Regions from separate parts of the Sminthopsis crassicaudata genome. Here region 2 is linked to region 1. Evidence: chromatin contacts called from public Hi-C data. All regions are on one chromosome and are shown on one strand. Each heading gives the region's core, a stretch centred on a gene start, on an enhancer-like site or on the middle of the called end of the contact. The rest is flanking DNA. Distances are from core to core; before and after follow the strand shown. Region 1 holds the start of CDK2AP1 (cyclin dependent kinase 2 associated protein 1). Region 2 holds the start of DDX55 (DEAD-box helicase 55).

Evidence for each region. Hi-C and Micro-C count contacts between places; a contact is called where the count stands out from the background.
Region 2: a contact with region 1 is called in a Hi-C map of fibroblasts, with 5 times the contacts expected there. The contact joins the promoter of DDX55 here to the promoter of CDK2AP1 in region 1. A contact is called at or near these places in 2 of 2 Hi-C or Micro-C datasets (fibroblasts and hippocampus).

The regions. Positions count from the first base shown.
Region 1 is chr1:34,103,399-34,109,376 of ASM4859323v1, forward strand. It overlaps CDK2AP1 (cyclin dependent kinase 2 associated protein 1), which reads right to left and starts at 2,732. Exons shown (of 5, transcript XM_074298963.1): 1 at 2,719-2,732.
Region 2 is chr1:34,356,149-34,362,126 of ASM4859323v1, forward strand. DDX55 (DEAD-box helicase 55) reads left to right here and starts at 2,663. Exons shown (of 14, transcript XM_074299151.1): 1 at 2,663-2,875; 2 at 3,549-3,599; 3 at 3,706-3,792; 4 at 4,437-4,528; 5 at 4,607-4,669; 6 at 5,280-5,429; 7 at 5,702-5,891. The coding sequence starts at 2,768.

The DNA of each region.
Region 1 (5,978 bases), core at 1,482-3,981:
GGATGGTCTGGGAGTTGTGTAAATCAGAGAGAGAGTGTGGGAGACAGAGATCGGGGGGATTTCTGGGCAGAGTTGAAGAAGAGCTCAATCTAAGGGACCCGAGGAAGACATGAAAGAATGAATGAAGGAGCATTTTTTTGCTTACCAAGTGACAGGTACTTTACAAAGAGCTGGACATAAAAATAGAAGAAATCGTACAGTCCCTGACCTCAAAAAGCCTAACATAAGACATACTGGGGAGCAGTTGCCAGGGAGTGTTTTGGACAAGCGAGTCCCAGGCTCAGTCGCTCCTTCAACTGTGCTTTCCAGAAGCATTTGGGTGACTGTGCCCAGAAGGGAGAGGGAACATTGGGCAGAGCAGATGAGCCCAGCTGGAAGATGGAAAAGGGAAACAAGAAGAAAAAGGAGCAAATCAGGGGTCAGGGCGGTTAATGAGATGTGGGCAAGGGAACTCAGTGTGATTGCCCAGGGTTTAACAGGTGAAAGGCTAAAGGGATGTTCACAAGTTGTAAACACCCCCCATTTTCCTCATGTGAGCATGGAGGCCCTGGGAAATATGCTCCTGCTTTGGATGGAGGACCCAAAGTGCCCGTGTCTGCCATGTACCTGGTTTCAAGTTCCAACTGGTGTCTACCTCCCAGAAGAGACATTGAAGGGATCCGTGGGACCCATCTATCTCCGTGACTTCAGGGTTGTTGCTCTATCCACTGTGCCCCCTAAAATACCAGCCCTGAAGTCAGGAGGACCTGAGTTTGAATCTGACCTCAAACACTTAACATTTCCTGGCTGTGTGATCCTAGGTAAGTCACTTAACCCCGATTGCTTCAGCAAAAAAAAGAAAAGAAAAAGAAATTACTAAAATATAGCAACATACTTTTATTTAAGGACAGCACAAACTTACCAAAGAATGTATTTACTCACTATCTTGCAAGAGGTTGTTACAAAAGGGGCAAAGGGGAGGAAGAATACCATCTCTGTATATCTACCGGGCTGGACACTAGGGTAGCTACAATGTAGAAAGGCTTGCCTTCAGAAGGGACAGGGTGCAATAAATTCTATTCTGTATCCGATCCTTGAGTACAGACAATGGTCTGTTGGGGTGGAAATGACGGGAACCTTGGGACGAAGGGACTAATTAACCCTTTCTAGAGTTCTTGACGGAACAGCACGTGAGGCCCCTTTCGCCTGCAGGGCACCCTGAATTTCGGGGGTTCAGAAGGACGGGGCTAAGACACATGGGGGAGTCAATTCAGGAAGCACGAAAGGCTCTCAAGAATGAGACGCAGAGAACCGCACCATGTGTTGCCAGGCCTCCCTCAGGAATTCTCCTGACACTGGGTGCCCCCAACCTGGCTGTGGCGCCCCCTCCCCACACGGTCAGCTCCTCGAGCAGGGCCTGGCTTTTTGCCCGTGTCTGGGTCTCCCAGCCCGGAACAAGCTCCGCTTCGGACACGCTGAGCCGAAGATGCCCGTGAAACATCCGTGTCTCTGTGCCCAGCCGCCAGCTGGCTGTGTGAGGGGCACAGGCCCCGGAGGAGCTGGGGAAGTATGAGAAGCGTCAGCGTAGAGAATACTCGGGGTCACCCAGGCTGGGAGGTGGAACACTGCACGAGTCTCCCCTCAGATAGCCCTGCGGCCGGAACAAGCGACTTCACCTCCGCCTGCCTCAGTTTCCTCTTCTATACAATGTGGACAATAACAGTACCTGCTCCCCAGGTTGTTGGGACAACCAATCAAAAAACACTTGACAAACCTTATGTCTCATTTTTATTAATATGTGTACATATTTCTGTATATGGGCAGCTAGGTGGCGCCAGAGTGCTGAGTGCCAGATTTAAGATCAAATCCTGCCTCAGACACTTAGAAGCTAGTGACCTTGGCCAGCCGGCTTCATCCTTTTCGCCTCAGTTTTCTCATCTGTAAAATGGACTGGAGAAGGAAATAGCAAACTACTCCAGTATCTTTGACAAGAAAACCCCAAATGGGGCCACAGAGAGTCAACACATGACTGAAAGAAACAAAAAGGAGATAATTAAACACAAAATCAATCAGTCCATAAACATTTTAAGTGCTTGTTATGTGATTGCCCCCGCCCTCAAAGAGCTGTCAATCAAGCCATGGTTATGAGGCAGAGACCTTGGACCAGGGCCTGAGAGGGGCAGGATGGTCTTCCTGCAGGGGAGGGGGGCAGTGCTTGGGTTGGGCGCCGAAGGAAGTTTGGTGCCCTAAGAACCGGGGCTAAAGAGGGAGAACATTCCCAGAACGGGGGACAGCCAGGCAGAGGGCTGCAGGGGCTGATGCAAGGCTGGCATGCAGGAGAGGGAACCTGGGGCTAGAGCACGAGGTAACTTGGACTTCATCCTAGAGAGGAGCAGGCCACGGGGGCGAATGAGGAATGGAGATTGCAATGATCAGGCAAGAACACGGTGGGGGCTGGGGGAGGGCAGAGAAGGGGGTGAATGCAGGAGAGTTCAAGATTATATAGAAAGAACCAAAAACCTCTCAGGTCCAACTCTCTTTCTTTACAGATCTTTACAGATAAAGAACTGAGGCTCAGGGAGAAATGACAACGCAAGGAAGCATTGCAGACAGAAGGAAGGAGAATAGCGGAGGGTGGTGTCGACTGCGCAAGCCTAGGGGGCAGAGAGAGGGGAGCTTGGAGGAGGTGATGGGAGAGACAAAGTTCTGTCTTGGAGAAGTTGCGTGGGGGATATCTACAGTGCTCAGAAGACAGCCGGCAACGATGATTGTATCTGGACTTAGAGCTGGAAGGAAGCTGGGCCAGTTCTTCTGGCTCCAAGGCCAGCCACTCTAACCGCTGTGCTGTTCTGCCTGGATACTGGAGAAAGCCCTGGGCTACTCTTCCACATGGAGAAAGCCAGTGAGCCGTTTTTGGAGCCCAGACTAGGGCTCCCCAGGAGACTTTAGGAGAGCAGGGTTTGTCTCCCTATTGTATTCCGTGCCCCAAGACAGAAAGAGGCCCAAGATCCAGCACAGAGAGACCCAGGCCTGCACAGTTCGGGAGGACCTGGCACCAGCCCTTAATCACATGGTCCTGGTCCCAGGTCCAGAGTGGGCCTACACATGAGGTTCAAAAGCAATGAGCAGGTGACGGGGGTCTCGGCTCCAGCCTCTAGGCCCGCTGAGGCCTGTGAAGGAGTGACCAAGGCACAACCTCTCAGGCCTCCTCCAGGTCACGGAGGGTGTCTAATTAGACTAGAAGGCTGGGTACTGTTCTGTTAAGTCTTAAAAGAAGAAGGGGGAGAGAAAGTAAGGAATAAGTGCTTATTTACAGTGTGCGAAGTGCTTTACAGAACATTCTCCGTGAGTTAGTACTTACGCTCCTTACTTTGTGTCTCCCCAGAAGCTGAATCCACATCTTTCTGGTTGAAAGCTAGCACTGTTTGCAGAGCCATAAGTAGTATTGTAGCCCATTCCTCATTGGGTGCTTGTGAGGCTCAGTCAGTCAACAAGCATTTATTCCACCCCGTCCTCTGCTCCCGCTCTGTGATGTGTGATGGGAATAGAAACAAACAGGGTCCTGCCCTCAAGGAGCTCCACTCTTAGGGGAAGAAGCAGTGTGCACATGTACATGCTCTCCAGACCCCTCCCCCCCGATTTACTCACTCCCCCAAAACCCCCTTGCATTGTTGATGGTCTCACCTCTCCTTCCATCCAAGAGCTGACCTTTTCTTCTGTGTTGCTTTTTTACATTAGAATGAGCTCTAAGGGGCAGCTAGGTGATGCAGTGGATAGGGCACCAGCTCTTAAGTCAGGAGCACCTGAGTTCAAATTTGACCTCAGACACTTTCTAGCTGTGTGACCCTGGGTAAGTCACTTAACCCCAATTGCCTCAACAATTAAAAAAAAAAAAAAAAAAAAGAATGAACTCGGAGGCAGTTGGTTGATACACTGGCCTTAAAGGAAGACCCCTAGTTCACATTCAGCCTCAGAGACTTCTTAGCCATGTGACCCTTGGCAAGGTATTTCACCTCCATGTGCCTCAGTTTCCTCACCTGGAAAATGGGAATAATAATAGCATCTACCTCCCAAGGTTGTTTTAAGGGTCAGATCAAATATTTGTAAATGCAATTAACACAGTGCCTAGCACATAGGTGCTTAATAAATGCTTGTTTCCTTTCCTTTTTTCCCTCTACCCCTTCCCTCTTGGCCAGCAGGCACTATTTCACTTTTTCTATGAATCTTCTGCTTTAGTAAAGTATTTGGCACAGGGACAGACATTTTAAGTGCCTCTGTACTCATTTATTCATTCATTCATTCCAGAGAATGAATGAAAGCACTTAAGTCAACCTTAAGGTGCTACCTGGGTGTCAGCTGTTAAATGTGGTCCTAATAAGTAGAATATTATGGAAGATATTCTAACATTATAAAAGAGAAACAGAACAATGGCAGGCACACACTGAGACCCTGAGGCTTGCGGGAAACCACTGATATTACTTGATAGACATGGCTCATGGAGGCTCTGCTCCCAGAGGGAGGAGGATGAGGGAGAGACGGATGAGAGTCACTGGCGGAGCAGGGAGGGAAGGCCACGCTGGGTGGAGAGAACAGCCTGACCAGAACAAAGACTGAGGAGGTACAAGGGCAAGGACAGCCAGTGCCCAGCTTGGCCTAGCACATGCAGGGGAGGCAGGGGCTTGCTCCTTCCTGGCAGGCTTAAATCAAGGCTGACACATTCAGAGCCCTCTGCTCTGGGGGAGCGGAGGGAACTAAGAAAAAGCTCTCCCGGCCGGGACGGTGCCCTCAAGGCAAAGAGGAAATTCCAAGTTCCCTGGGGGAGGAGATGAATGAGCAGGAGGACAAAGTCAGCCAGTTCATAAATGTTTATTAAGCTCCTACTATGCGCCGGGCACAATTCTAGGTATCTGAAATACAAAGAGGCAAAAGCGATCCTGGCTCTCACAGAATTCCCAATGGAGTGGGAGAGAAAGAGGGATCGACTGCGCTTAGACAAGATGTTTACAGGATAAATTAAAAAAAACTGTTGGTATTTTAAAAAATACTTCCAATGTCGTCAAAGCCAGGCCATTAAGGAAGGAGTACAAGAGAGGCACATGTTCTATTGAAGGCAGGAGGAGCTGGGTTCAAATCCCACTTTGATTGTCCAGGCCTGGGTCACTTGCCTAAACTTCTCAGCACCCCAAGAAAACTAACCAGGTGGAGTTGTGAAAGAATCCAGCCATTCTGGAGAGCAATTTGGAACTATGCCCAAAAAGTTATCAAACTGTGCATACCTTTTGACCCAGCATTGCTGTTATTGGGCTTATATCCCAAAGAAATACTAAAGAGCAGAAAGAGACCTATATGTGCCAAAATGTTTGTGGCAGCTCTTTTTGTTGTAGCTAGAAACTGGAAGATGAATGGATGTCCATCAGTTGGAGAATGGTTGGGTAAATTATGGTATATGAAGGTTATGGAATATTATTGCTCTGTAAGAAATGACCAGCAGGAGGAATACAGAGAGGCCTGGAGAGACTTAAATCAACTGATGCTGAGTGAAATGAGCAGAACCAGAAGATCACTATACACTTCAACAACAATACTGTATGAGGATGTATTCTGATGGAAGTGGAAATCTTCAACATAAAGAAGATCCAACTCACTTCCAGTTGATCAATGATGGACAGAGGTAGCTACACCCAGAGAACAAACACTGGGAAGTGAATGTAAATTGTTAGCACTAATATCTGTCTGCCCAGGTTACATGTACCTTCGGAATCTAATGCTTATTGTGCAACAAGAAAATGGTATTTACGCACATGTATTGTATCTAGGTTATATTGTAACACATGTAAAATGTATGGGATTGCCTGTCATCGGGGGGAGGGAATAGAGGGAGGGGGGGTAATTTGGAAAAATGAATACAAGGGATAATATTATAAAAATATATATAATAAAAAAATAAATAAATAAATAAATAAAAAAAAAAAAAAGAAAAAGAAAACTAACCAGGGCTG
Region 2 (5,978 bases), core at 1,413-3,912, 250 kb after region 1:
CATTAGCAAGGGGTGGTACAGTCAAGATTTCAACCCCAGAGCAGCCCGGAGGTCCAGAATCTTTACTAATTGGCACAATTTGTACAATATGCTGTTTTCTACATTTTTATTTACAATCATTTTTTTTTGGAATCAAAAAATTGCCAAAGATGGATAGAACCATCAAAAGTTTCAGTCCAGCTCCATGTTATAAAACAGATCCCAGAGAGTTTAAATTCACAAGTGATAGTAAAAGATGAGGAATTCAGAGTTTTAAGATCCTCTGACTTTGTTTTTTATATGGCTGCTGCTTTGCTTTATGTTCTGTCTGAATTGGATATTCCTGGGGTAGTATGGATCACTGGGCAGACTTGGGGCCCAGGAAAGGGCCAAGCAGCTATGGATTGTGGGAAATGAATGGCCTTTCCTCTGTTCTTGATGGTGGAAGAGAAACCATAATGGCAGATCTCTTGTTATCTGCCCAGATGTGCCAGGGAGTTGGCTGCAGAAGCAGTGGGGAAGATAGAGCCTAGGATGCTCCACTGTGGAGCCACTGCTGTTTGTGTCGTCTGTCACAGTTGAAAGTGCTTCTGAGTGCAGCCCTCCCTTTAAGGTGGGCAGTGCCAGGATTGTCACTCCCATTTCATAGAGAAGGACTCATAGGCTGTCACCCGATCAGGGTCACCTACACCCGTTTTCAGAAGCGGGCAAGTCAGGTAGTCCAGTTCCTTTACCATCGAAGGACACAGTCCCAGAGGGAGAAGAAAAAGATAAGTATGTTGCCAGCTCAGCCTGAACTGCCCTGTGAATGGGCAGAAGATGGACAGACGGTAGTGAAAGTGTAAGTGGAAGGGCATAGGGATCCAGTGGAGTTGTTTGGGGGAGGTGTGGAGAGCGGGTTATGTAGTTGGACCTGAAATTGGGGAGGTCACTGGGCTGAATGGTGTGGGGAGAGCCTGGAGGCTGCAGATCCACCAACTGGTGCCACGTTCCAGGCCTGAGGTGAGGATCTGCAGGTGGGGGGGGGGAGGAGGAAGGGGACCTGCCACTATTCAAGGAGAGAGAAGGGTATTGGTGGCTTCAGCAGACTGGGGATGGGGACTCCCGGAGAATGGGGATGCCCTTGATGGAAGTTTGGAAGGCAAGTGAGTTGGGGAAAAAAAAAAAATCTGTTTGGGGACAGATTGAGTTTAAGATGTCTACAGATAATAGCCAGACGGAGATGTCAGGGCTGGATAAGATTTTAGAGTCGTCAGAATAGAGATGATGGTGGAATCATGGGAGTTAATGCCCAGTAGGGCTCCCCTGGTCTGTTTCCGCATGGTGTGGTCTTGTAGGAAGGAGACACTGGGAGAGAATGGCGTCTCTGATACTTGGAAGAGTACCACAAGAGGTTTATTGAGGGTGTCTGGGCAGTATGAGGACTGCCAAAAGGCCCTTAGCTTTGACACCTAAGACATCATTAGGAGCTTTGGAGGAGGATGAAGGTGTCGCAAGTCTTACGGGGAGGAGTTAAAATGAATAAAGAGGAGGCACCCAGAGCTCCACCTCTCCAAGGTGTAGGTGACCGCTGGGCTGGCGGGTGCATGTGAGCTTTTTGGAGGAGGAGGAGGGGGGCACGGGGGCATGCTTATTGACAGCAGATAGTTGAAGGGATAACTGAAGGACTGAGGCTCATCGCAAGGTCAGTGCTGAGTGTGAGCAGACTGCACCCCCTGGTGACCCAGCAATAATATAAGGTGCCAAAGCCCGTATGGAAGAAATGGATGGGCTGGTCTCAGTAGTAAGGAGCAATGAACCCTGCGTCTGTGTTCCATTGGAAGGAACCCCGAAGGAGCCGGGGCCCCACCCCCACCCGTGCGTCTGGGTGGCTTTAGGGAAGAGGAAGAGGATGAGTGGAGTGGCCCCGGGACCGGGCGGCGTGCGGGCTGCGATCTGCAGATGCGGGGAGGGTTGGAATGCCGACACCTGGGATCTCAGCACTGCAGCCGGGAAAACGTCTTGGAAGGGAAATGGGCTGCTGGGGAGGCGAGGGCTTCCCCCCTCTCGGGAGGTCTTCGAGCCAAGTCCGAAACAGTTCGGTCTGGCCTCCGTGCAACGGGAAGAACGATCGTAAAGCGCTTTCTCGTGGAAGTCTCACGGGTTGGAAGCCGCGGAGCTGAGACGTCCAGACCCAAGTCCTCTGCTCCTCCTCTGGCGAGCAGAGACAAACGTTCGTCTGCCTTTGGGCACAAGGAGCCCGGGGTGCGGAGAGTTAGTAATTACTTCTGGCGGGAACGCAGCGCTTTGAGCCTCACCCACGGGGGGCGGTGGGGGGGGAGTTATTGACCCACTTTGGCGGGGAGGAAGCAGAAGCTCGGGTTAAATGACCCTCCCAAACGCACAAAGCAACTCTGCACTAAAGGCGGCTCTCTGGCTGCACAGCCGGGTCCTGCAGAATTCCGGGCACAGAATTAAGTGCCCGGCTAACTTTCCAATTACGCCCAAGAACTACTGGGACTTTCTTCGGTAGCGGCTGGTACGGGAGCGCTAGAGGCCCGAGCCGCCGCTGGAGGCAGCCGAGGCTGGGGGCGGGGCATACCTCAGACCTCGTGCCTCCGCTCCAGGCAGCCAGCGAAAGCGGTAGCCGGCACTGGCGGCTCTGCGCAGGCGCGTAACGTCACCCCGACGCGGAACCTTCGGTCTCGGTGCGCCGCGCTCCGCGGGGCCATAGAGAAGCGCCCCGCCGGAAGCGGATGTGGGCCGCGGGGGAGTGAGGAGAGCAGCTGTCTTCTACTACTGAGTCGGGATGGAGCATGTGACGGAAGGCGCCTGGGAGACGCTGCCTGTGCCGCTACACCCGGGGGTGCTGGCGGCTCTGCGCGAGCTCGACTTCCCCCGCATGACGCCCGTGCAGGTCGGTGGGCCGGGAGCCATGGGGGGAAGGGGAGCCGCCCCCGTCCGGGATGCCCCTGCACGGAGCCTCGGGCGGCGTCGAGCGGGAGCCCCGGGAAGGGTCTCCGGCCTCCTTCCCGCGCCCCGCGGCTCTGCTAATCCCGAGTCTGGGCTCGGTGGGCTGTCCGGGGACTCCAGCCGCTGTCAGTGACTGGCCCGGGCTGTGGAGCCTTCTCACGGAAGGCTGCGAGGGGCTGTAGGACGAGGTGATGATGCCACTTTCCACCCCGGGCCTCAGTTTCCTCATCTGTCGAATCCGGCCTTCGGACTCGTGTAAAGTGCCTTTGACAGAGTTATAGCAAACCCGAAAGTGTGAAGAGCGGGACCGGGAAGCTGAGAGGGGGCGGGGCAGACGTCTGTGTCCGGCCCGGACGATTAACGCCTTTGGGCAGAGTGGGCAGAGCGTCCCGGGCCTGCGGTTTGTGCCAGAGAAGAGAGCTGGCAGCCTCGCCTCTTCTAGAGCCGCCCCAGGAGGAGGGAGGGCCCGCGGCAGCGTAGGAGCCCCCCACGGCCTGGCCTTCGCCACTGACCTCGGTGGGTCAGCTCTCTTCCCGGGTGGGACGAGGTGATCCCCAAATCTGCCTTCTCATCCTCTGAGGTTCCGAGTGTTTAAATAGTTCTTCTTTTTCCTCTAGTCTGCAACCATACCGCTCTTTATGAAAAACAAAGATGTGGCTGCAGAAGCTGTGAGTACTCTCCGAAGTCTTTACTCAGGCTTTTTTTTTTTTTTTTTTTACAATAGAGAAAAGACCTTTGACTAAAGAACCCCAAATTTCTTTGTTCTCTATATAGGTCACAGGGAGCGGCAAAACACTGGCTTTTGTCATTCCTATCCTGCAAATTCTGCTGAGGAGGGAAGAGAAGTTAAAAAAAATGCAGGTAAAATGATACTTGCATCATTGGTCACCATCAGTTCTTAGCTTGGATTGTAATCGCTGCTGAAGGTGTGTTGTGTCCTCACATAGCCCTGGGCTTGGTTCTTCTGGAACACACTTGCTGCATTATTTTGTGCTGTCATCTGGGTGCATGTGACCTGGATCCCTCTTCTGGACTGTGAACCAATGTGTAGGAACTAGATCTTGGGTGAATTTTGATTTCTCTCCAATAGCCAACATTGTGTTCAGTAAACACTGAGGCTCAGTTAATCACATTGAATTAAATTATATTGAATGTTGGAAGCCTATAATAAATGGAACGATTTGAGTCCTAGCAGCCACTTGAAGCAGTGATATATATGATTCTTGTGAGTTTCCCCCTTATTGTGGTTTCCTTCAGCATGAATTTTGACAGATGTGTGGGAAGACTTGATACTGAGCGCTGGGAGTGTAGTCAACAACTATATAGGAAGACCTGCCTCTAAAATAAGTGATCCAAGCTTTGGCCTTCACCTCACAGGATAGTTGTGAGGATGGGATGGGGTAACATGCCTCAAAAACTTTTTCTTCAAAATGCTGGACATGCCAGTTATTATTAATTCCATATTGTTCACTCTGTGAAGTCAAAGATTTTTTCCTGCTGTGTAGGTTGGAGCTATCATCATCACACCCACGAGAGAGCTCGCCATCCAGATCAGTGAAGTGCTGCTACATTTTTCTAAGCACTTCCCACAATTTAGGTACCTTGCATTTACACTATTAATTAAAAACAAATTTCTATTTTGCCTGTTTTTTCTGAGTCTTTTTTCTTTTTTTAGCCAGATTCTGTTAATTGGGGGTAGGAACCCAGGAGAAGATGTTGAGAGGTTCAAAGAACAAGGGTGAGTTGGCTTTATTTATCCCTTTCACTTCATATTCTTGTACATAGGAAGAACTGCTGTCTCATTTGATGCAGGATACCTCCCTCCTCCCTCTCCTGGGGCCCAGCTTGCTTCTTCCTTGTATTTTCTCCCTCTTAGTAATTTTATCCCTAGAACAATTTTCCCTTTTAAATTTATATTTTGCCACCTTTCTATAAAGCCCTGAAGATGAGTCCTTTTACAGAATAATATTGGCAAAAGGGGGGGAGACTTTATTCCTCTTCCTACTTTCTCTCCCTTCACTGTCCCTCTAGAGCTCAACAGGTTTGAGGTACAGATTTATACTGTTGACTTGCTTTATTTGTTAACAAATCATAGACTGGATATTATTATTTTTGCTGAGGGTTACACAGCCAGGAAGTATTGTGCCTGAGACAAGATTTGAACTCAGGTTCTTCTAACTTCAAGGCTGGTGCTCTATCTACTATACCAACTAGTTGCCCCAATTGGGTATTGTTTTTTTTAACTGGGCTTAGATGAATATTTGAGCATGTAAGTTTCCTTGGATTTTTGATCATACTGATGAATGCTGCAAAGTCAAGGGAGACGCCATTTCTTTTTCTTTCCTAAGTGGAAACATCATAGTTGCCACTCCAGGCCGCTTGGAGGACATGTTCAGGAGAAAGGCTGAAGGTTTGGATTTGGCAAATTGTGTGAAGTCCCTTGATGTCCTAGTATTGGACGAAGCAGACCGCCTTTTGGACATGGGGTTTGAAGCCAGGTACTTTGCACCAGAACTACTCTGAATTAATCTTCATTTTTTTTCTCTTGATTTTTGACTAAGTTCTCTATTGTCATTTTAAAATGACATCAGGATTAAGATTGTTGGGACTGCTTGATGCTTTGTATCTTCCTGTGAAATTTTGGTTTCAACTTTTTCTTTGTCTCTTTGGATTGAATTTTTAAAATCTTTCTAAAAGCCTCTGCTACTCTTTGAGAAGCATTACTGCTTCAGTGTTCTCAGGATGCTGACTTTTTGGTCTCTATTCCCAGTATAAACACCATTCTGGAATTTTTGCCAAAGCAGAGGAGAACAGGCCTCTTCTCTGCCACTCAGACTCAAGAGGTTGAGAACCTGGTGAGAGCTGGCCTTCGGAATCCTGTCCGGATTTCAGTGAAAGAAAAGGGGGTGGCAGCCACCAACACCCAGAAGACCCCCAGTCGTCTGGAGAACTACTACATGGTGAGGAGCTTTCCAGGCTTTGTAAAGGGACTCTTTGGCTTTTCTTAGAAAGATTCTTGGGATCAGGAGTGATGGATGAGACACGTT